Linked DNA regions of Mus musculus: all the other regions are linked to region 1. A link is a contact called in public ChIA-PET, Hi-C and HiCAR-type data. All regions are on one chromosome and are shown on one strand. The core of a region is the stretch at or near the end of the contact, and the rest is flanking DNA. Distances in the headings are between cores, read along the strand shown. Region 1 holds the start of Deptor (DEP domain containing MTOR-interacting protein). Region 2 has its middle 120 kb from the start of Gm46516. Region 3 holds the start of Sntb1 (syntrophin, basic 1). Region 4 overlaps Sntb1 (syntrophin, basic 1).

Evidence for each region. A called contact is a pair of places that touch in the nucleus more often than the background predicts. ChIA-PET counts read pairs in DNA pulled down with a chosen protein or histone mark. HiCAR-type assays count read pairs that join an accessible place to other places.
Region 2: a Hi-C map of the N1E-115 cell line shows a contact between it and region 1, with 8 times the contacts expected there. The contact joins the enhancer-like site here to the promoter of Deptor in region 1. A contact is called at or near these places in 12 of 39 promoter capture datasets (the 3T3-L1 cell line, 3T3-L1-derived adipocytes, the C10 cell line and 8 more), 24 of 484 Hi-C or Micro-C datasets (the AML12 cell line, the AtT-20 cell line, CD4 T cells and 19 more) and 11 of 115 datasets of contacts at active chromatin or transcription factors (astrocytes, bone marrow-derived dendritic cells, craniofacial prominence and 8 more).
Region 3: a contact with region 1 is called in a HiCAR-type map of astrocytes, with 2.8 times the contacts expected there. The contact joins the promoter of Sntb1 here to the promoter of Deptor in region 1. A contact is called at or near these places in 6 of 39 promoter capture datasets (the C10 cell line, cranial neural crest, hippocampal neurons and 2 more), 1 of 484 Hi-C or Micro-C datasets (CD4 T cells), 1 of 115 datasets of contacts at active chromatin or transcription factors (astrocytes) and 1 of 9 other capture datasets (liver).
Region 4: a contact with region 1 is called in an RNA polymerase II ChIA-PET map of memory CD8 T cells, with 5 read pairs. The contact joins the enhancer-like site here to the promoter of Deptor in region 1. A contact is called at or near these places in 4 of 39 promoter capture datasets (the C10 cell line, liver and pre-B cells), 1 of 484 Hi-C or Micro-C datasets (CD4 T cells) and 1 of 115 datasets of contacts at active chromatin or transcription factors (memory CD8 T cells).

Annotation. Positions count from the first base shown.
Region 1 is chr15:55,109,742-55,117,214 of GRCm38.p6, reverse strand. It overlaps Deptor (DEP domain containing MTOR-interacting protein), which reads right to left and starts at 4,898. Exons shown (of 9, transcript NM_145470.3): 1 at 4,596-4,898. The coding sequence starts at 4,717. It overlaps Gm9920 (predicted gene 9920), which reads left to right and starts at 3,633. Exons shown (of 5, transcript NR_045093.1): 1 at 3,633-3,875; 2 at 4,619-4,872; 3 at 5,999-6,095.
Region 2 is chr15:56,043,996-56,051,468 of GRCm38.p6, reverse strand. No RefSeq gene overlaps it. Among named protein-coding and RNA genes, the nearest start is that of Gm46516, 120 kb to the right of the region's middle. Within about 2 kb of position 4,393, at least 30 of the 459 cell types and tissues checked have an H3K27ac peak or open chromatin away from gene starts, as enhancers often do. A contact at or near this core is called in the N1E-115 cell line, liver and pro-B cells, where this site is marked.
Region 3 is chr15:55,902,621-55,910,093 of GRCm38.p6, reverse strand. Sntb1 (syntrophin, basic 1) reads left to right here and starts at 3,145. Exons shown (of 7, transcript NM_016667.3): 1 at 3,145-4,070. The coding sequence starts at 3,503.
Region 4 is chr15:55,847,244-55,854,716 of GRCm38.p6, reverse strand. The region is part of intron 1 of Sntb1 (syntrophin, basic 1); the gene reads left to right. Among named protein-coding and RNA genes, the nearest start is that of Sntb1, 56 kb to the left of the region's middle. Within about 2 kb of position 3,441, at least 51 of the 459 cell types and tissues checked have an H3K27ac peak or open chromatin away from gene starts, as enhancers often do. A contact at or near this core is called in memory CD8 T cells and pre-B cells, where this site is marked.

The DNA.
Region 1 (7,473 bases), core at 3,649-6,148:
CAATGTTTAAGACCAGTTTGGGCTACATGTCTTAACAACAACAACAAAAAACAAAAGCATTAGTATTCAAAGCACCTGGAAGATTCCTTGAAAAAGTCCCATAAAGCGTCGTCATCATTATTGTTCTATTTACTGACCTATTTATTAGTTTTTGGTTGTTAAGATGAGGGTCACATGTAGCCCTAGCTGGCCTTTAACTTGGTATGTAGCCAAGTTCTTTTTTATTTTTTTCCCCCAGACAGTGTTTCTCTATGTAGCCCTGGCTGTCCTGGAACTCACTGTGTAGACCAGGCTGGCCTTGAACTCAGATCCGCCTGCCTCTGCCTCCTAAGTGCTGGGATCCAAGGTGTGCATCACCACGCCCGGCCTGTAGCCAAGTTCTTAAACACCTTGATCCTCCTCCCTTCACCTTCTAGTGCTAGAATTATAGGCTTGTATTGTTTTTAATGTAATTGCCACAGTCACCACCAAGTGCTTTTACAGTAGAAGGATGATCAATACAGACTCCCATCTGGTCAATGTGCAGAGAAAAAGAGACTGGGGAACACTCAGTGTAAATGGGATGTCTACGTCATGCCCCCTAATCCTAGGGTGCAGGTATCATGGTAGAAGAGGGGGCAGAAAGACTGTAAGAGCCAGAGAAAGAAAATGACTTGAGAAAGAGGCTCTTCCAGATGTGACAGGAGAGGAGAATCCGTTTTCTTCAGTGCTGCAGCCCCCGGGAGATATCTCACGCTGCAGTGGTTGGCCCTACGCATGCAAGCTGGCTCTAGTAAGTGGACTAAATTTGAAAAAGAATACATGAAATCGTGAAGGAAAAAACAAATGAGGGCTGGAGAGATGGCTCAGTGGTTAAGAGCACTGACTGTTCTTCCAGAGGTCCTGAGTTCAATTCCCAGCGCCCACATGGTGGCTTACAACCACCTGTAATGAGATCCAACGCCCTCATCCGTTGTGTCCAAAAAGAGGAACAGTGTACTCACATATATAAAATAAATAAATCTTAATAAATAAATAAATAGGAAACCTAGGGGAAGTTAAGAGAAGTAGAGATGAGTTCAATCAAAACACATAATATGTGCTTGTATGAAAGTCTGATTTTGTTGTGGTTTTGTTTTGTTTTATTTTATTCTGTTTGAAAAAAAGAACTTCTGGGCCAGGAAGCAAACTCTTTTAAGATGAGGGAAGAACGTGAAGAGAATTGGGAACAGCCTACTGGAAAAGAAAGAGGCTGTGTGTGTGGTGACTTCTGTCGTCCGTGTGTCAGCCTCACGCAGCGTGCCAGCTCCACAGCTGGAACCAACAATGGTCACAGCAGTCTTCTAAGCTCATCGCTTTAATGTGCGGGGTTCTTTCCAGCTTGGAGCCCATTTTGTCCAATCCCACAATTGGACGCTGGAGAATACGGACTATCTCCATTCTGCCGGCAAAAGGGCCAAGAGATCTGGGGTTCAATAGCTTCCCCCAAGAGAACAAACTGCAGAAACAGAAAAGAGGGGCTAGGTGTGGTAGCTCCCTACCTGTAATCCCAGCACTTGGGAGGTTGAGGCAGAAGGACTGCTATGAGTTCTAGGTCAGAGTAGGCTACATAGAGTATGACCCAGTCTCTAAAAAGTGGGAAAGAAGTTGGACACAACTCAAGCTGGAAGTGAAACTTCTTTCACACGCTAGTCTTGAACACCCCCCTCCCCGCTTTTTTTTTTTTTTTTAATCACCTGCTATTCACTGTGCTGACACAGAAATGTAAGCCAGAGCAGCTTTACCTGCGGTGCGAAGCGACCAGAGGCAGAAAGGCCGAGCATCACTAGATGTCAGGAATCATACAAGATGAACACAGTTGGGATGGAAGAATCCATCCTGGCTGTTACAGTGAGGATGAGCAGACTCCTAACACCAGGCACATGGCCACCGCAGTCGCCAAAATCTAAGCGTTAGGGAACTTTGTTTTGCTATTGTTATTTTGAGACTGGGTCCCACGAGCCCACCTAAGCTGGCCTCAGACTCACTATGTATCCAAGATGACTTTTAACTCCTAACCTCTCTGCCTCTAACCCCGGGGGGTGCTGGGATTACAGCCACCAGCCACTGTGCTGGGCCTGAGAGGTGGCTCAGTAGTTACAGCTGCTTGTTGTGAACTCCTGGCAACCTTGAATTTGATCCTGGGGCTTATGCCAACTGGGAGGGAGAGAACCAGCCCCTGAAATGTGCTCTTTGACCTTTTACATTGGCACACATATCTCCTGCCTCTCCCCGCCTACAGTAAGCTTTTAAAGTTTGCTTTAAAATAATTGAAACAAAAAGTGAAATTCAAATCAAATTTAAATGGTTAATATTTGCTCTGAGTTGTTTGTTTGTTTGTTTGTTTGTTTTTAAAGGCAGGGCTTTGCTAGCCTAGTACTTACTACGTAGGGCAGGCTAACCACAAACTTGTAGTTCTCCAGTCCCCACCTCCCAAGTGCTGGGGTTGCAGGTGCATACCCTCAAATTCAAATTTGGTTGTGACATCTCAGCCCTCCCAAAATGGTAAGCCAATTGTCTTTTAATTCTCCCTTCTATAAAAAGGAAACTGAGGCAAAAGAGCAAGTCAATTGTTCCAAAGTCGCAGAAGGAACACATGGCAGAAGCTGGAAGCCACAAGTGGTGGTGGCAGAGGGAAGGAAAACCTGAGTAGCCTGGACCGACATCCTCCGTCCTTCACAAACACACAGGCCCTCTGGACACATCTTACCAGAGGGGCTGTGTCAAAAGTGGTGGTGCAGAGAGAGCAGGGACACCAATTAACTCCTGCAGGCCCTTGGGGATTGCTAACTAACACAGGAAGCCCAGAAGTCAGAATCTCAGAAGCACCCCATGAAATACTCTCATCTTCATGACCACTTTACAGATGAGGAAATAGCTCAGACGAGTAAATTAATTTGTCCAAACATGGCTACCCTGGCTAGTGATCATATAGTGCGTAGCAGCACCCACCGGTGCCTGCACTAACGCCACATAATCCTCATAACAACACTACCAGGTAAAAGTTAGTGTTACTCATCTTTGTCCCAGGCTCTACACTAGCCAAGTCAAGGGCAAGGCCAGGATTCTGTCAGGTTCAAAGCCTTCCTCAAAACAGAGTCACGGTAACACTTGGCCACATGGCGGAGGAATAGAAAACCAAGCCCGAGTCCCAGGTCTGCAGATTTGTGGTGGGAAAGCCTGCGAGCGCTCAGGGGAGGCTGAAGAATGTGCATTTCAGGAGCAGTTATCGAGAAGGAGAAAGTGACTGGGGGTCTTAATGATGTTTGTAAAAGAAACAAAAAGCAAGGAATCTCACCCAAGCAAAGCCTTTTCAAACAGCAATATAGTAAAGAACAAAACAATAAATTATTAAGAAAGTCCAATTAAATCAGAAAAACTTTACGTCATCTCCATTACAAAATACTCTTGATGAAGGAAAACAGGTTTTTAATTCCCTTCAATTTTGGCCACACAGTTGAGATTTAACGAGGAACTGAAATGCGTGATTTTCCTTCTGTCACACTGGACTCCACCGTCCTGACTGCCAACAGCTACTTCCTCAAACTGAACACTGCAAAGCCAAGTGCTTTACCAGACCTCCAGGAACCTCTGTAACACTCTCCTTCCAGTCTGGAAACAGCCATCTAGAAACCGAAATAAGCCGGAAAAATCAAGCCAAGAGCTAGAGGGAGCTAGCACACTTCTTTCAGGTGGGACTGGGCTCGCGGTTCAAGTTCTGGCAGAGCCGGATTCATTTGGAGTGGCAATCTGATTTACAACCCCCAATATCAAGGCAGCTGCGGAAGCACAAGTCTTAAGCATATGCCCAAGAAAAAGGAACAGGAAGCGATGGGAATGTCAAAAGAGCCCTGGGGGTAAGTGCTTGTTCCTGGATCTGTGAGATGGGAAAGTGGTAATTCTAGGAAAAGTGCGCGGCGGTGGGCCAACTCCGGGGTCCCAAACGTGGGCACTGAACAAGGTACTTTCACGCCCCCTTGCGGACCCAAGTGACACCTGAAACCAAGTGTGCCAATCAAGGGATAGGTAAAGAACTGGGAAAGGTTTTGGAAGAGAAGCAACCCGTCAAAGCACTCGCAGATATGCTCCAGGTTTTACATAAAAGTAACCTGAAGCTCCAATGAGGGAAGCATGTCTTGCTAGAAAAAAAGGAAAGCTGAACCGAAGGCACTCATGGGTGCTGGAGCCTTCTATCTGGAAGCGCAGGGACTGGGGTCCCATCCGAAATCTCTTCTTTTTGGAGCGAGCAGACTAGACAGTCATCAGGAACACCTGGCAAGGGGGTTTGCACGCACTGAGTGGTGGCGAGTCGGAGGGACGCATGGCTGCAGCAGTCCAGCTAGGGCGCAGCCTGCACCGCGCGTTCCCGGCATCGGTCCCCGCAGCCTGGCTGAAGCTGCTAGCCTCCGGGCTGCAGTAGCCAGGCACCCGTGCAGCGCGACCCAACCATCCCACTCGCTCGCAACTGTCCCTACGCCCCGCGCGACACGCCTGCCACGAGCCAGATGGCGTGTGCGCTCCGGACCGCGGCGGGCATAGGGCAATCGAGAGCCCATCTACTGAGTGCCTTTCCTTACCGGAGCTGCTCTCCCGTAACTAGGACTTCAGCCATGCGTTCCAGCTCTCTCTGCTGCACCCCGCCGCTCCCGCCGGCGTTGCTGTCGCTGCTACCACTGCCGCCGCTGCTGCCCTCTTCCATGTTCCTGACCGCGCGGTTGCCACTCTGCCTTTGCTGTCCCGGCGGGTGCGCCTGGCGTTTGGATCAATGTGCCCTCCCCGAGGCCGCCCCGGCCATCTTTGTTCCGGGCGGTGCCGTGGCTCAGACGCGATTGGCTGGTGAGGGAATCCCTGCGGGTAAGCAGGAGAAGTCGGCGAGTCCGGGTCTGGAACTTCGGCTTGGGGGCGTGGCCTGGGCTCTCTCATGGTCGGGGGGCGGGGACAAGGAGAAAAATAAAAACATCGGGGCGGAGCTCTGAGCCCTGAGTTTTTGCAGGAGGTTGAGCCTTTCGCTCCTCTTTTATATTTCCTTTTTCACTCCCAAACTCATGCTGGGGAATGTTGCAGTTTTTCTCCATTTTCCATACTAGAGTTGTAGAGAATAAAAATGAGAACAGATTACTCAAAAACGGAGCAGTTGAGGATATTGCTGAAGGGCATTTCAGGCTACCTGATCCCTTTCCCTATAGACCATCTACTACTACCCTATGGTGGAGTCAATAAAGGATCCTGCCCTGCGGTTCAAAAAGACTAAGAACCTGGCTTCATTACTTTGGTTTCCTACCTAAATGCTCTTAATCCCTTTTTTACACTAGTTGTAGCTATCACTTGTCCACATCTGCTGCATTAAAGATGTTTTAGATAAATTGCTACCCTCTTGTGTTTCCCATATCATTCCTTTTACGTCGGGAAGGCAACTCGGAGGGGTGAGGTAACTTGTCTCAGGCAAGCAGGCAAGAGCATTCTCAGTTTTAGGTTATGTTTTTAAAACAACTCTATCTTGGCAGGCATGGCGACACACTTATGTTCCCAGAACTTCAGAAGATGATCATGAGTTTGGACCAGACTGGGATAAGAAGATACCTTGTCTCATAAAACAAACTAAAACCAAAAACAGCTTAACTGACAAAAGCAAGCAATACAATAAACCGTTAGAAGAGCAGGTTAGGGGCTGGAGAGATGGCTCAGCTGTTAAGAGCACTGACTCACTCCTCTTCCAGGTGTCCTGAGTTCAAATCCCAGTAACCACATGGTGGCTCACAACCATCTGTAATGGGATTTGATACCCTCTTCTGGTGTGTCTGAAGACAGCCACATCGACAGTGTACTCACACATATAAAATAAATAAATCTTTAAAAGAAGAAGAGGAGGAGGGGGGGGTGAGGAGGAGGAGGAGAAAGAGGAGGAGGTTAAACATATTTGAATGGCCGAGCTGGTCTACCATGTTCATTAAAAGTCATCACTGTGTCTCTTCGTTTTTAGTTTGTAAACTTCAACATAGCTTGACTGGGAAGTCATGGCTTCCGCGGCCATACACATTTGTTGAAGTATCTTTGGATTTGCCTTTTGGAAGATACAGGTACTTGTGTCTACGATAACTGTCACAATCTTCAGGAAGTGTCAGTATATAACAAAACATATGCTGCTGTGAATGTTACTTGACATTCCTGAAGACTAGGCTCTGAACCTGCTAGGGTCACAAAAGTAGAGCATTTAGTACTTTGCAAGGTCCATTCTCTGGTAAACAAAACTATTGTTTGGGGTAGAATCTTGCTGTGTAGCCCAGGATAGCATCAAACCCTTGATCCCCCTGCCTCAGTCTCCAAAGTGCTGGAATTATAAGACCTGAACACCATGCTCTGTTCTATTTTTTCCTCCAAAGGTAAATTTTTTCCTCAAAGGTAAATATTTTAAAAGATGCACCAATGGAGAGAGGTTTCAGTTCAAAGTATTCTAAGAGCCCCATAGCATAAACATTAAGTGACAGAGGGAGATGGCCTAGACTTAATGAGGGTAACAGCTGTCTGTCTGTCTGTTTGTTTTTGCTTGGTTTGTCAAGGTAAGGTTTCTCTGTGCAGCCTGGCTGGCCTGGAACTCACTCTGGAGATCAGGCTGACCTAAAACTCAGAGGGCTGCCTGCCTCTGCCTCCAGAGTGGTAGGATTAAAGGCGTGCGCCACTATGCCCAGCTGCTGGTTCTCAGGTTTTAAATCTTATACTTACTATACAGAATATTGAGATTTGTTTCATTCACCCATGCAATCTTGGTCCTCGCCGACCATTGTCCAAGTTTATAATTTTATGTCAGTCACTAAAGCTCTTTGAATTTCAATTTTCTATTGATAAGACGAAAAGTAATTTTTACTTTCTAGGGATGGTCTGTGACATTCATGAAATAACAGTTCAATAAATAAAGTTTTGAAGATACATTTTAATAACAAAATTGTGTACATCTGTAATTTTAAAAAAATTACTGCAATGTAAGGCTAAAAAAAAAATTCAAGTTAGGGAAATGCCTGACCTGAAAGGGAAAATAACTTTTAATTTTATCTTCGGTTTTAGCTTTTTGAAACAGAACATCTCATGTAGCCAAAGCTGGCCTCAAACTCCTGATTCTCTTGCCTCCACGTTCCAAAGGCTGTTGGGCCAGCCCGGCCTACATGAACTGGGTACTCCTGGAAGGCAGGCTGGGGCTGAAAGAGAGACTAGATGGCGAGAGAAATAATGAAGCCAAGACAAACAAATTTTCTCTGATCAAGGCCTGAGAGTTTACTAAGAAACTGTGTTTAAAAGGGGGAGGGCCCCCCGAGTCCATCCTTGGTGCTTTGTTGCCATGCTGTCAGCACTTGGTCACCAGGCTGTTGCTTGTTCAGGAACATCTCAGGAAGACAGGTTCAGTCTCTCAGCAGGTAGCAGCATCTCAGAGAAGAGCAGGGCTGTTGTCACATCAAAAGAAAA
Region 2 (7,473 bases), core at 3,144-5,643, 930 kb before region 1:
GGAAAGAAAGGAAGGAAGAAGGAAAGAAAAAGAAAAATGAAGTGAGTGTGTGTGGTAGTCGAAGGAGACTTAAGGCAAGGAGACAGGAAGATATATTACAGTTTAGATATTTTTTATACTTCTTCTAAACAATCATTTAAACTATAAACTTTCTTCTCTCTAAGCACAGAGTCTGTGCAGAACACTCCTTTTATTCTCTTAGACGAAGCAAGGAGGTACAAAATCATTTTTACATGCCTAAGAAAATAATTAGGAAATGGAATATGTCCTGTTCAGATTATATAATATATTCCAAAACTAATCATCAAGGATCAGGATGGTGTCTGCTATTTTCAATTAAATGCCCCATTACCTCTTCCACGGCTAGCTTTCTGGGAGTTGGTGGTTCCACATTCATTTCGAGCCGTTCAAAATTTATACCACCAGAGATGACCATTCTCTCTTGTACCCAGGGGAATGTAATTTATGAACACGTGTTTTTCCCCAAGAAGGGAACAGTTTGTATGATTGATGGCAAAGCTCCCTATAGCCCTGTTCAAGATCTCCCACAAAAGGCACAGGATTCCATGTGAAGAAGATATTGGCTCCTCTCCAACGTCACCAATCACTAAACAGCTGTGTTGAGTTCCCTTCCGGAAAGAAGAGGCGTTTACTGAGAAAACAAGCAAGTCTTATGGTTAGTTTCTTTGTTTTTGTTTTGTTTGTTTGTCTGTTTTGTTTGGTTTTGTTTCATTTGGTTTTGGTTTTGGTGGTTGTTTTGATTTTGGTTTTTGTTTGTTTGTTTTTGGTTTTGTTAGGTTGATGATGGTGGTTTTTTGTTGTTTTGTTTGTTTGTTTGTTTGTTTGTTTGTTTTACAGTTCTGGTGATTAATTCTGGGCCATCATTCTACCACTGAGCTACCATCCCACCAGAACTGTAAGGATCTTTTCAGTTAGGAATGATGAAAAAACAGTTGATTTCCGCCCAACCCTTGACTCTAAATGCAGGAAATTGATGTGTTGATGCAATTTCCTAGGAAAATAGACACATCTTAGTTAACAAAAGCATCTCTTCAGCTTACATGCTGTGTGATATTAGCCCATCCATTAAACCTGCTTAAGCTATACTGTCTTCCTATGTAATAAAAGTCATTTTGAATGTTATAGATGAGATACAAAGGGGTCCTAGAGTATTATAGGTGCTTAGGAAGGGGCAGTTTAGTAACACAGTCATGATGGATGCACTGAATTCTGTATGACAAATGGCTCAATAGAAAAATATGAATTTTCCTCCACTGTATTTCTTGGAGTTTCCCACAGAGCATCTTTCATGCACTAAACTTCCAGGGGTGGGTTTTGGGGGTATTGGGAAATTGAGATCTAATATTTGAAAGATGTTTTCCAGTCCTTATTGCACTCAGATGTACACAAACCCCAGATCACAGGATTCCTTTTTACTAAAGTCCTAGCTTGGCCCCAGTAAGGAATAAGATAAAGAAGCCGTGGGTGAATGTAAGCTTGGAAACCAAAACTAGAGTTTGGTGGGTGTATGAGTTCAATAAAGATGAAGTAATGTGTGAACGCCTTAATTATGATTGGATAAAAGTAGCTTAAAAACCCCAGTCTAGCCATCCCAATTCACTCACTCCCAGAGTCCCATGGAGATGCCATCATGCTGAGATCAACCTACCCAGACGTCCACTATCTTGCAAATCTTACCTGATGTGCCACCATCTATGACATTGGGCCAGACAGGAGGTTAGTGAAGTGTGTGTGTGAAAGAATGTGATCCCATTTTGCTACTTGTTACTACTTATGAATAAATAGCTATAACCTAACCTCCCAGTCCCAGGCTTCCTTCTCGCCTCTGTCCTCAATCCCGACTCATGACAGTCCTGCATTTTTGCCTAGTAACCAGGATAATCTACTTGCTGCTCTCCCTCAAAAAAAAAAAAAAATGAGGAAGGGGAATCTCAATATAAGATTAAGGACAACCAAATGCATTGCACTGCCAACCCTCGGATCAATGTCCACTCTCAGATCTTTTAGCTTCCTCTTGCTAACAAAGGCTATAAAGTTGGTAGCTAACTTCAAATCCCAGAGACTGCTGAGATTCTATAAATAGTTCCTTAATCACTTCCTCTCCACTTGATGATGTTTTCAGGGAAATGATTATAGGACTTCCCTACCCAATGAGTGAACAAAAAAGCCAAGGTCATTCTGAATGAGAAGTCCTAACTCTATAATTGAGCTATTAATGAAACTCATGCTCAAATCCAGCTCCTCTCTAATGGGGTACTTTTTGCCTATTGTTTTTCCACTGGCCAGAATGTATGATACCAACTTTGGCCACACCTCTGCAGTCTGATCACGGAGGCTCATAGTCCACAGACGAGCCTCTGGTACCTGATCGGCACCTCTGATGGATGGCACTCTTTCTGTCACAAGGGACCATTAAGCTAAAAGCAAATGCCCTCCCTCACCATGAGACGGCCTGGTCAGGCACATGGCTTCATGCAGCTTAGGGTGAAGTTAGTGGCTATGCTGTCACTGGCCTGATTCCTAGACTGCTTGGATTACCACCCAAACTCCGCTCTCCTGAAAAGTACCTATTCTGGAAAGTGTAGGTCTGGGGAGCCACCTGCTTATTTTTATGTTCTAATTATTCTACTGTGGTCAAAGATCTTAATCTTCCTGTTATCAATTACTGGGCCTTACGAAATCCATTTTTATAAGCTTGTAAAGAATGCTTAGAAAGTATTGGGTTCTGTGTGTTAATTGTGTGTATAAATCTCGTTTTTTTTCTTTTTAATTGTTGATCACTGTCTTTTTAAAATGTATTGAGGTAAATTTCTTAAAATATCTTATAATGAGAGTAGAATTATGAATTTGTCCTTTGTAGTACTGGGCTCTTGCTTTCTTCTTTGCAAAGCTACATTATTAAATTTGTAAAATACCCCTGAGTATTACATACTTTTACTTTGTCAGCATTTACCAGGGTCAAACTTCTCAGATTTTAGTTTATTATTTCATTTTTTTACCTAATGTTAATAATGCTAAATTATCTTTAGTTTTAATATTAATTTCTTGGTGTGTTTTTTACTCAGGCCATTTTACAGAAACTAACCGTACTGTTTTGCGACTTGGATATGTCTTTTACAGTGAACATATAAGTGGACTTTTTCTGGAATAAAGGTATATTCATTCAACAATTAACGGTGAGTGTATCTTATCATCTGAGGCTGCAGCTAGTTGTCCTGGGGATTCCCTATAATCTCTAAGGAGGCCCACAGACTCACCTGATTTAACCTGGATTTCTTTCCTTATCCAGAAACTGACCAGGACCTACAGTAGTGTGGACTTTTCTGAACTTTCTTCTCCATCTTCCTTGATATCATCTATTATTTGTACTTTGATTTCATTTTTAGGTACAAGGTTTTAGTAATTACTTATTCTGTTGAATCAGCAAATTTTTCAATTAGAATCGCCTCATCTTGTTTGTAAAGATAAGTTTAATTAATGCTAGGTCATTTCATCCATAAAAGCTTCTTAAATGAATATACATAAACTACAACGGAGACATGGAGACAGAAGGCCTAAATGACTCCCCTCCTTCTGAAGTAGCTTCTATGTCCCCCAGTATACCTCCTGAACTGTGGCAGGAGTCTCCAGTGTCATGACACAGGCAAGCCACATACTAAACCTGGGGAGTCCCCCCGGAGAGTGGTAGCCAAGCTCAGGTAGGACAGCCAAGAAGCACAAGCTGTAGCTGCCTACTAATCAAAGAAGTTGTAATTGTTTTAAAATATGTTAGGTCATTTCATTAAAAATTAACGTTAACTGTTGGCCTGAATCCAGAAGAGTGGGAAAATGCACTGTAGGGTGATAGTCCTAACACTTTACCCAGAGGTTCTCATGACTCTGTCCTAAGATCAAGAAAATCCCTATGGCTTAGAGACTTTGAGCCACTGGGTACACAGACAGAAACTGAATAAAGACCACTTTCCTCAAATAATGATGAGTTTAGTACAACCCAACACTTACAGTAATCGTTCAGATGGGACAAATCTTTACCATCCTCTAAAACCTGCCGCAAAGGGCCATGGGATTCTCTGCTGTAACACAGAAGAACTGCGAAGGTTATTCCACTGGCTTTCGTGGGTATTAATCCTACCCTGTTTAGTCTCTTCAGCTGGTAGGAGCCCTTTGGGGGCACGTTAAGATAGCACAAACGCACAGCCCTTCTCAAGAATATATATCACATACATATATTTTCACCACTAAAGTCTTATCATATGATCCGCCCTCTCTGAAGTAAGTCTGTTCTACCTGTGGGACCATTGGTATTCAGGGAAACAAACACCAAACACCCTAGGGCTTCACTTTGTCCGGTGTTACCACCTGGTGCCAATAGATGGCAGCAATACCAAGGGACTGCGTAGCCATGGCCGCGGGGAATGTTTTGTGTTACCTTTTCAGTCTAGGTTGTTTTGGTTTTAAGGGCTCAGATCTGTGCCCAGGAAAACATGGTGGTGGGTAGATAAACAGCCTGGAAAATCCTCTCTATTGTCTCACTTCATGTCTTCTCCCACTGTTTCCTGCCAGAGAACTGCTTTCTGGGGTCAAAATTCCCTCTAGGCAGAGTGTGAGGAAATACTAATACATTGCCATCTTCTGTCGGTCTAACACTAGAGTTTGATTGTTCTAATGATACAAGAAGGATAAAAACCTACTGGAGCAAAGAGTCTGTGTCACGTGGTTTGTGCGAGCATATTTGAAGGCGCCTTGGACAATACGATCCCTCTCCCCCTCCCCCTCCCTTCCCCCCCTCTCCCTCTCCCCCCACCCCCCCCCCCTCTCTCTCTCTCTCATATTTTTTTTCTAACTTTAGCCCAGATTGCTTCATTCAGGAGGACTTAAAATTGCTCACCTTACATAAACTCAAGGATAACGCACAAAAGGGAAGAAAGGGGGATTCCCATTGATGAGATTTGAACTAGATAAAATATCTGAAGACTTTCCTGGGAGAAGAAGAAAAATAAAAGGAAAAAGGAAAAAACAGTGGGTTGTCCTAAAGGAACCAACTTCCACTGAGCTGGGTAGAGTTCTCTTGACCAATAGTCGGCTCTGGTTGACTAATGAGAACAGAAAGGACATGATAACACAGCTGCCACAGAAGCAGAGACACAAACCCCACTGCCCTGTCTTCTTCATCAGTAATCAAGATGGTTTCTGAAGCAGAAGGAAGTTCTTCAAGGAACTGGTAGGCCTTGACAATGAAGTCCTTATCTTGACGTGGGCAATAGGGGTATTTCTGGTACTTTTGAGTATAATCTAATATTAGCCAAAATAGCTACCCGTCAAAGACAATGCTGCTAAGCATAGCTTCCCTTTTATTATTTTTGCATTCATTTTACCCAAATTCTGTTTTCTCACCTCAAGTGACCCCTCAAAGAATGCTCTATAGGAACCGAAAAGCCCAGTCTGAATCAGACCTACCTTGTTTCATGTATCGTTTTGTGTTTGTAATAAGCTTAGCCCAGATACTGTGTCTCTTTAACTCTAGGCCTGCCATTGTGTGTTGTTAGTAGACCAGAGTTCAGAGCTCGCTCACTATCACGCAAAATACATTTAATAATCATGGTATACAATCTGATAAGCAAGCCATCTTTCAAATGGACCCGAGTGTCCTCCAAAATGCACTTTTCCCTCTGGACTGTTCAGCTCAGGATCCACTGAGCTCATTGGTGTCAGTCTCCCCTGTCCTTGGGGGTTCATAGTACTTCCCCTTGGCCTTCTGCCATGCACGTGTTCCTCTGTCCTGAAAAGAAAATGGAAATTTTGGGCCATAGAACGTTTCAAATAATAGGTGCACTGATGCTATACTGTCAAATAATTTATTCTTCTGTGACCATGCACAATTAATACAAACGTGTGATTAGAGTACAGAGTTTATTCTCTGTGTAGGGAGGATCTGACCCCGTTTCAGTTGTATTTGTCTCAGGACTCCCATGATTCCAGCTCTCCCCACTTGCTGATGTTAGAACTGATCAGTGAGCAGGGAAAATGTTCATCTGATAAGCCTCCATGGTCAGGGTTCCTGTCACTCATTAGTTAGTGGTCCATGGATGATCATTGTCTAGGTCCAGCATCCTTTAGAATTAGCAAAGTGGAGACATTCTATGTCGTTCCTGCAAAATCTGTTAGCCAGAAGAATTTGAAGGAAGAGTTTCCCCCTCCTCAATTGAGTGATATAAAACAAAAGAAAAACAAATAAGCGGTACGATAAATGCTCTACTCTTTATTTTTTTTTTTTTTCCAAAGAGTAGGTTGCTGCCCAACACCCTCCCAAGGACCTTTGCTCTTTCCCATTTTCCATATTTGGTGCATTAAATGTTGGGGCTTCTTCTCTCCATCTCGAGCCAGTGGGGCTTCTTGAGGTTAACACATATTCTGATCATGATTTCACATTCATCACAAATATTTTCTGCCCCACCTATAGAATCTATCACTTTTCCAAGGAACCTGATTCCTTTCAGACAGAAACAAAATATAGACTTCATGTTCCCAGAACCCAGAGTTTCTTTCTCTCAGAACAGACACACTTACTGGTTTCCCCAAAAGACATACTGAGGAAATGTGTAATTTTTATAAAGAATAGCGCATGCTATATATAGACTCATGCCACCTCTTTTCAGTAGAAATAAAGATTAGTGAATTTTTAAACTCATTAAACTCATTTTTTTTACTTTAATGTTATTTATTTATTCTAGGAATCTCATCCTCTAAAAATGCTAATTTAATTACTTCGTCATTTTTATCCCAATCTAAATGGCAACACTAGTCCTAATAATTATGTAACTGTTGTCACTGGTAACTAGCCAACATAACTCAATCTAAAACCAAGCAAAACAAAACAAGCCTTGAACCTCTTTGTATTCTTAGAATCAGAGTCAGTCTCCCTAGACAAGATGTACAATCTTATTTGCTTATTTGGAGATTTGTATCTGAAAGACATTCAAAGCAATTTTGGTGATTATTGTAAAATAGAATTTATATCTAGTAAGGTTTCAGAGACTAGCAGGCTCTGCTATGCTGTTTTCTCTTTTACTTGGGTTAGTTAAGAAGTTGCCTAAGTTAAGGTAAAGAGCTGGAGAGGTGACTCAGTGGTATAGATTGCTTGATCCTCTTCCGGAAGGCCTGAGTTTGATTTCTGGTACATATTGAGCAGCACACAAACACCTAAAAACCCAGCTCCAGGTGATCTGCACATACATGTGTGTGCACACACACACACACACACACACACACAGAGAGAGAGAGAGAAAGAAATCTATTTCTTTCATATCCCAGATTTCATATTCTTTCCATCTCATGACGTGTAACCAATTTTTAAAGAATTTGTGATTTACCCTACTAGTATAAATAAATGTATATACTTGTATGTTCTCCTTTCTAAGTCTAAGCTATATCACACTATAAACATTTATACAT
Region 3 (7,473 bases), core at 1,896-4,395, 790 kb before region 1:
ACTGTTGAGAGGTCATCAAGTCATTCTGTCTAGTCCTCCAAGAGGACAGTGAGCCCCAGGCCCTTCTTTCTGCCCTTTGTTCACTGTGCAGGAGAACAGTTTTACTTCAAGTGTCCAGCTTCTCCAGATGCTCAAAGCAACAGGGCCAAAGCCATAAAGTGTCACCTCAGGGCCAAGAGCCAAAATAAGTCTTTTCTTTTTATAAGTTGATCATCTCGGGTGTCTGGTACAGTGACAGAAAGCTAACACAGAGGCCATGGGAGCCAGAGGATTTTCTTTCCCAACTGTGAGTATTGTGAGATCCCACTTGAGCCTTCTCACTGGAAACACATCAAGGTGGACAAGGCTTACCTTTGAGAATCGGTGCTGATAAGAAGTCAGAGATGTGGTACTTTCTGAGGGATGATGCAGGGCTTCTCAGCTAGGGAGAGCCCAAATGGCTGGCCATTTTAAGTATCACCAAGACAAAGTTAAAATATATCAAATGGAGGAGGGCAGTGTGTTCTCTAAGCTTTTGAAGAAAGAAAGGTCAGAAGGAAATGTTTCTATCTTCTAATGAAGGGCTGGGCCTTCACCAGAGATTTGTCCCTAGAAAGGACTCTGCGTTCAGATGAGCACTGGGGCTATGGTTGCTAAGCTGTATTTTTAACAGAGGTAAGACAATGGTTAAGTTTCAAGTTCGTGCTGCTATTTACTAATTACATGTGCCAGGTATTAAACCTGAGCCTCCACTTCTTCAACAGTAAATGGGAGTGGCCATTACAGAATTGGCCCTCAAGTATTGCCTAGAGGATTGGGTTAACATGTGGAGAGTACTTAGGGCAGGGACTGTAATTACAATCCAACTAGCAACACCACATGCATGCCTCTGGCCTCCTGATAGTCAACTTTGGTCTCCTTTCATTCTGATGTAACTTTCAACCAGGAATCTATTTTCTTTCCATAGAGGTGTGCATACACAGAAGAAAATGTGCTTAGCACAGAGATTCGTGGAAAAGCCCATCCCAGAGCCTGCCATTTCTAATGCCTAATAGATCAATTACTTTGTGGGTGTGTCTGGCATGCATCTACTGCAGAGCCACAGAGGCAAAGCATTAGGATGCTGGCTGGGGGTTTCTGGTCCAGGGACAGGTTAGCTTTGATTTTTTCATCTTCACATTGGCATCCTGGTAGCAATGCCAACGCTAGTGATTTATATTTCAAAAGCAAACACTTAGTGATGAAGGGCCTGAAACCTCAGCCTCTAAACCAAAGGCCAGCTCCCCCCTCCCGACTCTCTCTCTCTCTCTCTCTCTCTCTCTCTCTCCCTCTCTCTCTCCTGTGTGTGTGTGTATGTGTGTCTCTGTCTCTCTGTGTTTCTGTGTGTGACTGTGTCTCTGTCTGTTTCTGTGTGTGTTTCTGTGTCTCTGTGTGTGTTTGTGTGTGTATGTGTGTCTCTGTCTCTGTGTGTCTCTGTCTCTGTGTGTGTCTGTTTCTGTGTATGTCTCTCTCTCTCTCTGTTGCTCTCTGTCTCTCTCCATCTGTCTCTGTCTCTGTTTCTCTCTGTTTTTCTCTGTCTCTCTCTCTCTCTGTCTCTCTCTGTGTCTCTCTGTCTCTCTCTCTCTCTGTCTCTCTCTCTCTCTCTCTCAGGTTTCTTTCCAACAGTGGTGCCAGCTGTGTTAGTTCCCTGGCTAACCCAGTCCAACAGGAAGGACTGAAGAACTTCCTGGGCTCCTGTCCCTGTTGTGGGCAGGTTTACATGAAAAAAAAAATGAAGATTTTTTTTTTTTTGAAGTATAGAAAGTTAAAACTTACAGGAGCAGGACAGTGGCACACCCTGTGTGAGCTGTAGTGACTTCAGTTTCTCAAGAAAGTCTCAAGTATTTTCATTGAGTTCTGTAATCCCTGTCAGGGACTTCACGGGGATTCCTGAGAGTTTTTAAGTATCCTTGATTAAGTAAGTCTGGAAAGAACTAGAGCTGTTTGCTGCAAATACCCATCACAGTGGGGTGATGACATGCATGTTACAGAAGACCCTCTTCCTACTGGCATCTTATCAGGAGCTTCACCTTCCAGAATTAACAGATTCTGCTTTTTATTTTGTCATCTGGAGAAAGGAGAGGGCACAGCAGGAAGACCAGTAAGTCTTAACACAGTTTAAGTGAACTGTGTGGGACCTGCTTAGCAGAACTCTGGGATGTTCAGCCATGGCTTGGGTTACAGTTAAGGTGGCATTTCCTGATTGGCCTAGGAACGGAACCAAGAGTTACAATGCCATCACCTTGGGACAGAGCAGCTTAAGAGCCAAACAAGCAGTTTTCAGGGAACTTGGAGAACAAACCTATTCTTAGCTTTTAAAGAAGACATTTCCTATATGGAATCTAAGAACAAAGGAGGGAGCCCTGAGAAGCGTTTGGGCTGGCACGGGGATGGGGTTGGGGGAAGTATGGAGCAATGCAAAGAGCAGACACTGAGTTAGACACTGTGTCCTGAAGATGAGGCAGACAGTGCCCCGTTGAAATTCAGGGTAGGTACTGAAAGAAAGCCCTCTTGTCTTCAAACTCCCCCAAAAGATGCCTTGCATTGACTTAGAGGATAGGAGTACGTGGCTTGATGAGGCTTCATTCTATGTTCTTGTGACAGTTTTCCCCTGACTTCTGGCACAGCCTAGGATCTCTCTCTCTCTCTCTCTCTCTCTCTCTCTCTCTCTCTCTCTCTCTCCCTCTCCCTCTCCCTCTCCCTCTCCCTCTCCCTCCTCTCTCTCTCTCTCTCTCTCTCTCTCTCTCTCTCTCTCTCTCTCTCTGTAGTTTCCTTCCCAGAGTCCTGGGATGGGGGTGGAGGGAGACTGAGTTGAGGCAGCGAAGGTCTGGTTTGAGGAAGACTTGGATCTTCAAACACCTGCGGGAGGAGAGAGGGGAGTTGACTCAAGAGGATAGAGTGAGCGCACCTACTAAAGGTGAGTGTGGAAACCCGTCGAAAATAGAGGGTTGAGAAGAAAAGGGGGTGGCGGCGGGGTTGGGGTAGTGGTTTGTGACCCGGTAGGTTTGGGGGAGCTGCGGCAAGGTGCGGCTGAGAACTGAGGCACCCGGGTCTGAGCCAGCGCGACGTGGGAGTGTGACGCTGCAGTGGCGAACAGGTGAGCGGCTGGGGCTCCGGGTCCCCGCCCTTGCCTCCTCCTACCGATTCTCTACAGCACTTGGCCGCTCCGCAGCTCCTAGGCTCCTCTCGGTTTGGGGTTTTGCAACTGGCAGCTGGCTTTTTTCCCTCCTCCCCTGTCGAGGGCTCTCCGTCTTCTTTTAGGTTGCTCCACCCCGCCCAGGATCAGGCGAGGGGGAACAAGCTCCGCCGCTGCAACTGGCGCCCGGCGCAGCCGCGAACACGGGGAGTGGAGTCCGGGGTCTGAGCGCGCGCTGCCAGGCATCTGCTTCTTCCGTGCCTCGGTTACCCTGAGTCCTCCCATCCTCACCCCTTCTCTACTTTTCCCCCGTTTGCAATCACATGGCATTTTAAGAATGCTGGAAAGATGGCGGTAGCGGCAGCGGCTGTGGCTGCGCCGGCTGGCGGTGGAGGCGCCCGGGCGCAGCGGAGCGGACTGCTGGAAGTTTTGGTGCGGGATCGCTGGCATAAAGTTCTGGTGAACTTGAGCGAGGACGCCCTGGTGTTGAGCTGCGAGGAGGGCGCTGCGGCGTACAACGGCATAGGGGCTGCCACCAATGGTTCGTTCTGCAGGGGCTCCGGGACCGGGCACCCGGTCCCCGGTGTCGCTCAAGCCCCGGACTCTCCCGCCGGGGTCCGCACCGCCTTCACCGACCTCCCGGAGCAGGTACCTGAGTCCATCTCAAACCAGAAGAGGGGCGTGAAGGTGCTGAAGCAGGAGCTGGGCGGGCTGGGCATTAGCATCAAAGGGGGCAAGGAAAACAAGATGCCCATACTCATCAGCAAGATCTTCAAGGGGCTGGCAGCGGATCAGACCCAAGCCCTGTATGTGGGCGATGCCATCCTGTCGGTGAACGGAGCAGACCTGCGGGACGCCACCCACGACGAGGCAGTGCAGGCATTGAAGCGCGCAGGCAAGGAAGTGCTGCTGGAAGGTAAGGGGTTAACCCTGCGCCGGCCTTATCCCGCAGTTCCACTTACTCTTCTGCGCGTCAGCACACTCACACTCACCAGCCACTTGCCCCAAAGCCCTAGAACCCCACAGTGCCTGTGTTTTGCAAAAGCAGTGGCACGACTTTCTTTTTTGACAACTTTTACTACCTGGGGGCAAACTCATCTTCACTTTGGCCCTGACCCAGGGCGCTGTACTAAAACACTGGAGTGCCTGGGTTTTCCTGGCTTGGATGAAGTGCTTTAGTGCACTGGTGTCGGAAGTTTCATACTTATCGGTACACGTGGTTTCATATTTTTATCTGCGGACAATCCAAATGTAATTTGGAGTCTGGGAAATGGACCGGGAAATGGAGAGTGGACGGAATTTGCATCTGCCCACATTGTAAAGCAGGGCCACTGACTCTAGGCAGCTCTAGTACTTTTCTACTTTGGCAAAAATTTTCACAGCCTAGGCAATCCAGCTGTGAAGACCTGAGAGGTAATAAATAAATAAATAAATAAATAAACAAATAAATAAATAAATAAAAATAAAAGCCAGAGAGAGGTGGCAGTATTTGAATGCTAAAACTCAGCCACCCGTTCCTGCTTCCCTTCCCTCCAGCACCAGAGAGAGTCCATGAGGCTGTGCAGCTTTGAGTAGTGCCAAAGGCTGGGAAAGATGTTGCCAATGTAGGCACAAGTTCACTTCCACTGCAGGGTGTTCAGCCGGTCAGTCCGGATTCCAGGTTCCCCTGGGTGGAGAGCTGGTGAAGTGTTTTCTTTTTTCTGCTGGTGTCTCCTGGAGAAGTGTGAAATCCACTCTGCATTTGTAAACAGATTTCCCTGCCCATGAATATGAAGAACTTTCGAAACGCTCTCTGAAAATCTGGTGTCTTCAACTCTATAATCATCCAATGGGTATAGACTAGGAAGTACCAGTTTGGATGTGGCAATATGGGGGTGGGGGTGGGGGACTCTGAGCGTTTCCTTTGCCCCAGCTCTGGTTTTCTGTCTTTGTAACTCTTAGTACACACTTTGGCTGGCACTCACACTGCGTGATAATTTCATCGATTTTTCTCAGCTTCTTCCTAACTACAGATTGAGTTGTTCAGAGATCCTTTATTTGGATAGGGGGCTCTCCGGAGCTTGTATCCCTCAGTGACATGCATGCAGGTTGAGGGAGTAAATTAACTCAGCTACTGAGACACTATTCCAACCTAGACTTTATAACGTGGTGGTGATTGACTTAAGCCCTTAAACTAAAATGTAATCAGTTCCCTGTTCACCCAACTGTCGTGCTGATGTGTGACTCTGGGAAGCCAACTTGCTTGGCATGTGACAGCAGATGAAAACTACTGGCAATATGTGTCTGCCTCCTAACCTGGAACACAAAGGGGCTTTTCTTTTTTTTAATTTTATTTTATTTTGATTTGTCTAGAAGATTTGTGATGTCTTCATATTTAATTCACTGCCCCCGAATCCAGAACCTAGAAGGCTATTTGGTTTGGCTTGATGATTAACATAAGTAAAGAGGAGAAAAATTCTTGATCAAGAATGTGTTGGTTTGGGTGACAAGGGACAGGTGGGATCTTGTGAGAGTGTAGCTTGGACTATAAACTTCTGGGTGCCTGCTCAGTTTGTAATCAATACTGAAAATGCAGATGGAAGGGGTGACAAATAATCATATTTTACTTCAGGCATGTCCTTTACTACATCCCTTCTTCCTGTCTCTGAATATTTCATGAATTTAATGAATAATAACTTGCCAAGGACATTAAGAAACAACCTGGAGTTGAAAATGATCTTAGAAAAAGGAGTGTGTGTGTGTGTGTGTGTGTGTATGTATGTATATATATATGTGTGTGTATACATATGTATATGTATGGTATGTATGTATGTGTATATGTGTGTATGTGTGTATGTGTATATATATATATATGTGTGTGTGTATGTATGTATATATATATATATATATGTGTGTGTGTGTGTGTGTGTATACATATGTATATGTATGGTATGTATGTATGTGTATATGTGTGTATGTGTGTATGTGTATATATATATGTGTGTGTGTATATACATATGTATATGTATGTATGTGTATATATGTGTATGTGTATATGTGTGTATGTATATGTATGTATATGTATGAGTATATGTGTGTATATGTGTGTATGTATACATGTGTATGTATATATATATGTATATGTGTGTATGTATATGTATGTATGTGTGTATATGTGTGTATGTATGTGTATGCATATATGTGTGTGTGTGAGAGAGCATGTATGTATGTATATGTGTGTATGTATATGTATGTGTATGTGTGTATGTATATATGTGTGTGTGTATGTATGTATGTATGTGTATGTGTGTGTATATATGTGTGTATATATGTGTGTATGTGTGTGTATTTGTGTGTGTGTGTGTGTGAGAGAGAGAGAGAGAGAGAAAGGGTCATGTACTTCTTAAAGAGTGACCAGAAAATGAGTTCTGTAAAAAGCTCTCTAGAGACATTCTAAAGAACACTGCATCATGCTTTGCAGTAAGGACATCTGGAGGAGACCTGGGCATCCCTAGCCCAACTTTTCAATTATTGTCTGCTAGTTAGTGATGCTATGAAGGAAGGTATGACTTCAAACAGTATCCTGCCTTCTCACCACATCTTCTCACCTTTACACCCTCACCTAGCTAGAGATGTTGCCTAATGATTTGCACATTCTAGGCAAATATTCTACCACCAAAATTCATTCTCAGGCACCAAACTCAGTGTCTCTTATTTGAAACCAAGTGTTTATTGTCCTCTGTGGTCCTCACTGATGTGGGAGTGGTCACATACCATCAGCTCAAACATCATAACCCTCCCTTTTGTCATTTAGCATAAAGCAAAGATTCCCAGTGAGGAGACTTGTTAGAGCCACCTCCACACCATTTTACATTCTCATAACCTAGCACAATGTCAGTGTCTTCTGCAAAGTACAAATAAGGAAAAGGTCACCTCTTTACGTCATAGGGTGACCTTGTACAACTGCGCACTAAGAATATAAGGATGCAGGTACTCAGCTTCAATAAAATTGACAAGAAATGCCCTGTTTAAAGTGGGTAATCTGCTCTACTTATTGAAGTTGTTATTTCTTAATTAGAATTTCTTGGAAAAAGGAATTATTTTGACTCTCAATTTCTGATATCACCATCTATCTACCCATCTATATCTATCTGTCATCCATAATCTATTATTTATAATCTATCTAGTTATCTACCTATCTATCTACTATCTATCCATCTGTCTATCCGTCTATCTGCATCAAAACACCAGCGCTGGAAGACAAGCCCTTCAGAGGCCATGGGAGTTAACCATATCGTGGAGAGAGAGACTTAGCTAGCATTTCTTGAGCATTCTGCTTG
Region 4 (7,473 bases), core at 2,192-4,691, 740 kb before region 1:
GTAACCGATGGTGGTTCTGCTCAACAGGAGGGTGTGACCTAAACGGAAAATGCGGTCAATCAGTAGGAGAAGGAACGGGGATGGATGGGAAGGAACTAAAGCAATGTAAAGCTGTTCAATTCTTCCCTACTGTGTACCTGTGACAAACTGAGCCTATGGCGAAGCCAGTCTACAGCGTGGACTCTTTCTCTTTAGATGTATTTAAGATGGGGTTCTTCTAGGACAGAGGTTCTCAACCTGTGGGTCAGGACCACTTTGGGATTCAAATGATCCTTTTACTCGCCTGAGATAACTGGGAATCAAAGACATTTACAATTATAATTCATAGCTGTAGCAAAATTAGAGTTATGAAATAGTAACGAAATAATAGTATGGTTGGGGGGGGGGGGGTCACCACAACATGAGGAACTGTATTAAAGGGCCACGGCATTAGGAAGGCTGAGGACCACTGCTCTAGGATCTAGAGGAGCCTTCGAGTCTCATATTATCACCAATTGCCCAAGTGTGTGTGAGCGCAGGGCTCTGAAACACCCATGTGTGATCAGACTTAGTGACTCTAAAAAAGATTTTAGAAAAGGGCACATTATTTATTTATTTTACAATGCTAAGGACAGCTCTTATAAAGCTGGCCAGAGTACTTTTCAATTTATGTAAGAGGAAATTAATGATCATATGTTAAGAAAAAGACCCTTAAATTATATATGTATAATCACATATAGAAAAGTATATAGAATATATATGTGTATGCAAACATATATAATACACATATAAAAAATATAAATACATATGTATATGTGTATTATGAATGTATGTATGTATTAATAACTAACTCCAGTGATTTTAGAAGCTTTAACCTAGCCAAGGTGCTTGCCCCAATATCAAATTGGCTTTCTCATTACCATGAGGTCTAATGAACCATTTAAACCTGTCCTCGTTCATTTAGGCTTGCCTCTTGCTAATTATCTCTTCCAATTTGATTGTCTTCCCTTCTTACTATGTATGTTTTTTTAATGAGATAAATTAGTTTATAAAGGAGGTTCATGGGCTACGGGTGGTGAGGGGTATGGGGACCAACATCTGGTGCAGGCTACAATACCAAGACGGCCTATGAAATTCAAAATTCATTGAGCAATGTGAGAAGTTGCACCCTTATAGCTAGTTTGAGCTATAACAAGGTAAGCGAAAGAGAACAGTTTAGAAAAGCTGCCCACGACAATGTTGGGTACCCACTGAGTGCAGGAACTGCACCTATTTGTTCTGCAAGTTTTTTCTCCTTGGTCCTCATACTGGCATTATTTTCATTTTATAAAAATGATAAATGGAAGCTGTAGAGGTTAAGTAGGTGGTTCCTGGTTATGTAACTGGCAGCTGATGGTGCTGCTTGCTGGGGAATTGGTTTTGTTTTCTCTTTTTTATATAATAGTTAATTGGAAAGAAGCCCTTGAATCCCAAGACAAACTTGTAAAGGTAAAGATAAATTGGGGCCAGCTGTAAGACCAGATGTTTTCTCCCAATGCCAATGCCAAAGTTGTCACCAAGGCAGGTGCAGGCATGATCGTTGAGACAGGCTTCTTGCACATAAGCTGTAGCTTGGAAAATTTCAAATCACAAAGATATCAGAATCTGCTGCAAGAAAAAGAAGTGGAAGTAGGTACAGAGAAAAATGACTACAAGAAGTTTCATAAAAAACACCCTGTCTGAAATGACCCCTCTCTCTACCCAGTTGTCAGTCATTACTAGGAAACACCTTTGCATAGTCTCCGAGATTGTCTTAATATGTACAACATGATCTTGGCCTAGATGAATTCATTAAACTTCAAAGGCTGTGGGTTTTTTCCACACTACCTGCCCTCCCCTTCCCCTACACACCTGTATTTCCTCCTTGGTGTAACTGAACTCCCTCACTTGTCCTTTTGCTGACATATGAAACCTCCCTGCATTGTCTAGCCTCATCAAAACGTCTCCATTTTATACTACGACTCTGTCCTAGCCAACTTGTTCTCTTGGCAATAATAGGTGGGTAATTCAATGAAATCTAGGAATCACAGGTAAGATTTCTCTCCCTGGAAACCTCCTGTCATATTTAAGCTGTGTGCTTATTCTGTGAGGTTTCAGCACCCGAGTTGTAGTATATTGGAGCCGAGGCTCCAGGAGGAAGGGTTCATTTGTATTCACCAGGAACCCTTCCCATACTTAAATCAGAATTCCCTTTTCTCATGCATAAACCTGGTTCCACGTGGAAGATGGCAGCCTGCCTTTCATTTTCCACCTGACACTTCATGACAGATGGAAACATCCCTTCCTCTTCTTTCTCCTCCTTATCTTCTCACATCTTTCCCTGAACAAAGGAGCATCCCTGACCCTTCCTTAGTCGATTCCATTTAAACAGAAAACCAGATACACCCCCAGTGTATTCAATTATTTTGTAATCAATTCCCTTTCTACAGCATCTTCCTTCAGAGACTCGGAGAACATTTTACAAATTGTACTGGCACCATTTTTACAAGTCAGAGCAAAGAGGCCTGCCTCTGGGAACAACAATTGAGAAGAAGTGAAGACGGACAAAACGTGTGTGTTATCTGAGTTACGAAACACCTAGAAAAGCCAGCTTGACAGACAAATCACTAATGAAGGAATTTCAAGCTAGCCAGGTGCTGTGATCCAGTGATGATCCCACTGAATTTTTTTCACATTATAGACATAATGATTGAATGATTGCTTAGATGAAAGCATGGATTCGGAATAACTATTGTGTTCATGCAATGTAACAGACACTGGGCTCAGTCCTGTGAATATGAAGGTTTTAGGGTGTTGCTGTATAATACAGTGGAGTGGAGACCAGACCCCAATGCTTGCCTTCAGGGAGTAGCCATAAAGATGTGAGACAATAGGCACAGTAAATGATTAAGTGACATGGGACAGGTATAAACAGGAAGGTACCACCTAGCTTACGTGTGGTGGCTTCCTCAGAGGTGGTGTTGGTGTTTGTTTGTTTGCTTGCTTGCTTGCTTGCTTGCTTGCTTGCTTTATTTGATTGGTTTTTTTGAGACAGGGTTTCTCTGTCTAGCCCTGGCTGTCCTGGAACTCACTTTGTAGACCAGGCTGGCCTCGAACTTAGAAATCCGCCTGCCTCTGCCTCCCACGTGCTAGGATTAAAGGCGTGCACCACCACTGCCTGGCTTAAAATAATCTATTTAAGTTGAATACTTTCTTCATAAACCCTGATGTCTAGAGGTTTATAAAGTAAAAATATAAAAACTTTGGGAGAACCATATGATTGCTCTGACTCAAATACTCAGGCAGTCTCTTCCCCCAAAGAGAAAACAGAATCCAAATTTATGAGGGTCTGGTCCGGTCACAGAGAGCATGTAGCAGCATAGAACCAGAGAGCAGTCACTGAGCCACGCCCAGCCATACTGTGCAACTAAAAACCCAAGACAGGCACTTGATTCTAACGGCCTCTTATTCTGTTTCAGTTTCCTTCTTTGCAAATCTTTATCAACATTTATATACAAGACTTTCATAACAACCCAAAAATTCAACAGGCAACCACAAGACAAAACCTCTTCCCTGTACACAGGCAACCACAGGACATGGCCAGCAAAGTAGAATAAACTTCAGAAGATGGGTGTATAGAAGAACTGCAATCGTGCGTGTTAAGTATATTGAACCAACTCTGAGACATGGAAAAATCAATACATTTAAGTAGACTCCTTCAGAATGAGAAAACTTTTCAGTAGGTCAACTGCTAGCATCCAATGAAAGGGAAAGTTTAATACACAGCCTTGGTCACAACTGGGGTTGAAGCACACAGAAGAAAGACTATTTTCCTTCCTATTTAGTGTTCAAGTTTTCCCAAGAGTTAATTGTAAAAGTTGGGGAAAAAACAGATTGTTGAAAGAAATAGCTAGAAATAGGGTATAGCTAAGACTTCCTAATTTATCACTGGACTAAACCACTCTAATTTTTTTAAAAAGACCTGACACTGATTCCATTTTTTAAAAGCCTGGCAAATTAAGACAACTCTAGTAACAAATGTTAAAAACAATAGCTGTAATGATGGCATGTGGCTTGTATTTGCTTGCTTTGTGTCGTGCATTTACATTACAGCCAGCCTGTATAGTTTTTATACTGAGCACCGGGTACCACACCACTTGAGAGAGATATTATTACTAACAACCTCAAAAGTCACTTTAATGGTGTTAGTGCTCTCATGTATGTCGAACAGGAAATGCAAGCTCTAACAGGTGCATTTTATCCCGTTCCTACAGCTGTGAAGGCGCATGGCTGGGCATAGAGTTGCCTGAGTCTGTCTGCCCCTCATCTTTCCATCCCACCATGTCTAATGAAACCAGAGCACTGCACCACATGGTGACAAAAGTGTGTGTCCGTTGTCAGTGTTTCCGTACCATTTTTGTGTTCTGGGCACTGAAATGGTAACCGCTTTGCTCCCGGAAGGAATTTCTATGCTTTTATTTTTTTTCTCTGGAATTCTCTGTCCTGAGATGGTGGGCAAATCGAAGACCTAATGTGTTTCATTTTCTAGAGGCTACTCCAAAAATGATTCAGTGGGGCCACAGAACTCCTGAAACCTGAGCCTGACTTTCCCAGACAGCTAATCGCTTCACCATCCAGTCTCCACCATTACTGCATGTGCCAGATGCCTTAGCAAATAGAACCTTCATGCTTAATTTCCAGACCACAGTTCCCAGACCGCAGAAGTTTGATGGCTACATTTTTTTTTTGCTATTCCATCATTTCTATTTATGTGACTAGATATATTTTTAGAGCAGGTTTAAAAAAGATGTGGGGGGAAAGCCCACCCCAAAGAACTTCCTGGTCTAATAGAGAGGATGCTGGAGTCTTCACATCAGCAGAAGGAACAGGATGTTGGCTGTTGCTACAACATATTTGGTTCAGCAGTGGGCTGTCATTTATCTGAGGGGATGTCTGGTTGTAGGAGGAAGGGGGAGCAAATGGTTCTGGTTATTTATGGATCCCATGAATTTTCATCAATAGGCACCATGCACTTCCAATGTTGATAAGCATATCTATTCTAGAGTTCACCAAACACAAAATGCTTGGTAATATGTCCACTTATTTCCTGTGGGAAAAGACTAGCAAAAGAAAGAGAGAAAATAGCCATTTCATATCTCTCTTCCCAGAGACAAGTATGTTTAAAACTGAGCACACTGCTCTGGATTGTTCGATTTGTATGTGAATGTATGTGTGTGTAAGTATGTGTACATACATGTGCATACATACAACTTCTGGTTTTTAAACAAAAACTAAGGCATAACTTTAAATCCTACATGTTCACATGACTAGTTTTTCACTTGAATACACACCATGAACATCTTCCTCTGGGGGGGGGGGGACCTCACTTTTTCAAATATCTAACGGGCTCTATAAGATGCTGGCTGCTTAGATTTTTTCCTACTAACAGAGTATGCATAGTGACATCTTAGTAACTCAAGATTTGTTCGATATCTCTTATTACCATAAATTAAATGAGTAAAGGTGGGCTTTAATGGACTGTAAGTCCTGTACATATTCAAAGAGAGTAAACTGTACCAGAGTAAAGTGGCTTCAGGGGACAGTCTAAATATAGGAAACACCATGTTTATCACACTCAGTAATAAACCATTATTTTAAAAGCTGGTCATATAATTTATCTTAATATGGTGATAATTGGCACTATTAGTCTTACAGAAAAAAATGTATCTTTTTCTTTACAAAAACACCTGTTTGGCTTTCTTTTCTTTTCTTTTTTTGTAGTTGTGTAAGATTTTAGTTGGGAGGGGGGGTTGTGATTTCTTTCTGCACACAGCATGAGAGTAAAACCTGAATTTGTGGGTTCTGAGATCTATGTAATAACTGTAATACTTTGCAGCAGCATAAACCATCTGGAGCTAGTAGACATGTCTGTGTTGCAGTAAAAATGTCTTGAAATCCAGGGGAATTTGACTGATGAGCTCTGGTTTGCCAGACCCTGAGATAGACCCCTGGACCTGGTCTTTACAGATAAGATTGAGAAAACACAAGGCATTGTACCCCCCAGAATGGCACAACTTAGAACAAAACTTTGTGGAAGTATAAAATGGGGGTGAGTGGAAGATGATTTGGGGGTGAGACATGTCTTGTATTTTATAACCCTGTGTGGGGTTTAAGGAAAGCCTGAAATCCCCTGTAGCGTAGGTGACTACGCTAAGTAATTGCATCACATCTGAAACTACTTTTAACTTGTTTCCTGTTGTGCTCTAAACAGGAGCTCTTCTGCATCTAAGTTTCTTAAACAAAGCTCACTTGGTAGCCTGCTCTTCGGGAGTAAGGGGAGAGAGAGACAGCCCCCATAGGTGGAGGAAGTACAAAGAAGACCCTGTCCACTGGCTGGGGAGGTATAGCTCAGATGGTAGAGTTCTTGCCTTACATACATGAATCTCTGAGTTCTGTCTCTATCACTTCATAAAACTGGGTGTGCCAATGACCCAGTCCTAGAATACCAGTGCTTAAGACATAGATGCAGGAGGACCACACATTCAGGATCATCTTTAGCTATATGACATTCTGATGATGGGTAAAGTTCCACCACAGAAGGGTCCCTGGTGACCTTGAGAAGAGGGGAGGGACCTGAGAAAAATCTTGATAGAATGTAGTTCTGTTGCCCAAATCTTCTGAGGTCCCAGGAAAATGCTACTTTCTTTGTCTCACAGTTGTGTGAGGCAACATCCTGATAGGAAGTAGATGTGTCTCTGCATCCTGGAGCAAAACTCATTTGAGACAAAAGAGTTCTAATCAAGATGGTGAAGGATCCAACAATAGTGGGAAGCCATGGGCACCAGAGGCATGGAGACCAATTTACAGGGAGAAATCTGTCACCAATAACCACTGAAGCCAAGCAAGGAGGGGCCTCTGCTATCACCTAGAGTCCTGCACAGCCAGAGTCTTAGAGGATGTCTAGGAGGGTGAGACTCTTGAAGTAGTGGCTGTGCCTGTGGAATCAAAGTGCCCGGACAACATGCAATTTAGAGAGCAAGTAAGATTGAGTGATGGAGTCCATAAATGTCAGCCAGCTAAGCTACTGAGAAAGGCAGAGTGGGCTTGGAAATGTGGTACTGTGCTGGAAAGTAGCCAGCCACTTTATTTGGGTAGCTGAAAAAGGATATTACCAGAGATCTGGTGAGTTTGAGATACCAGCATTGTAACACTCTGCCAAATCATTTCATGAGAAATGGTATTATGTTACTGTAGTTGTTTGCTTTCAACATAGCAACAGCACTAGTTGCCTGGGCCATCGACACACGTGGCTCACCCTTGCTGCTTGCTTCTGTTTGCTTTTTAAGAGTCCAATAAATCCACTAAGTTCATCTCCATGGGTATCTCTGTAAGGTTTCCTTTTTTCCTGGGGTAGAAGAAGAATACTCACAACACTATATAAAAGAAAGAATTTAAATGGAAAAAAAAATGTGCCCT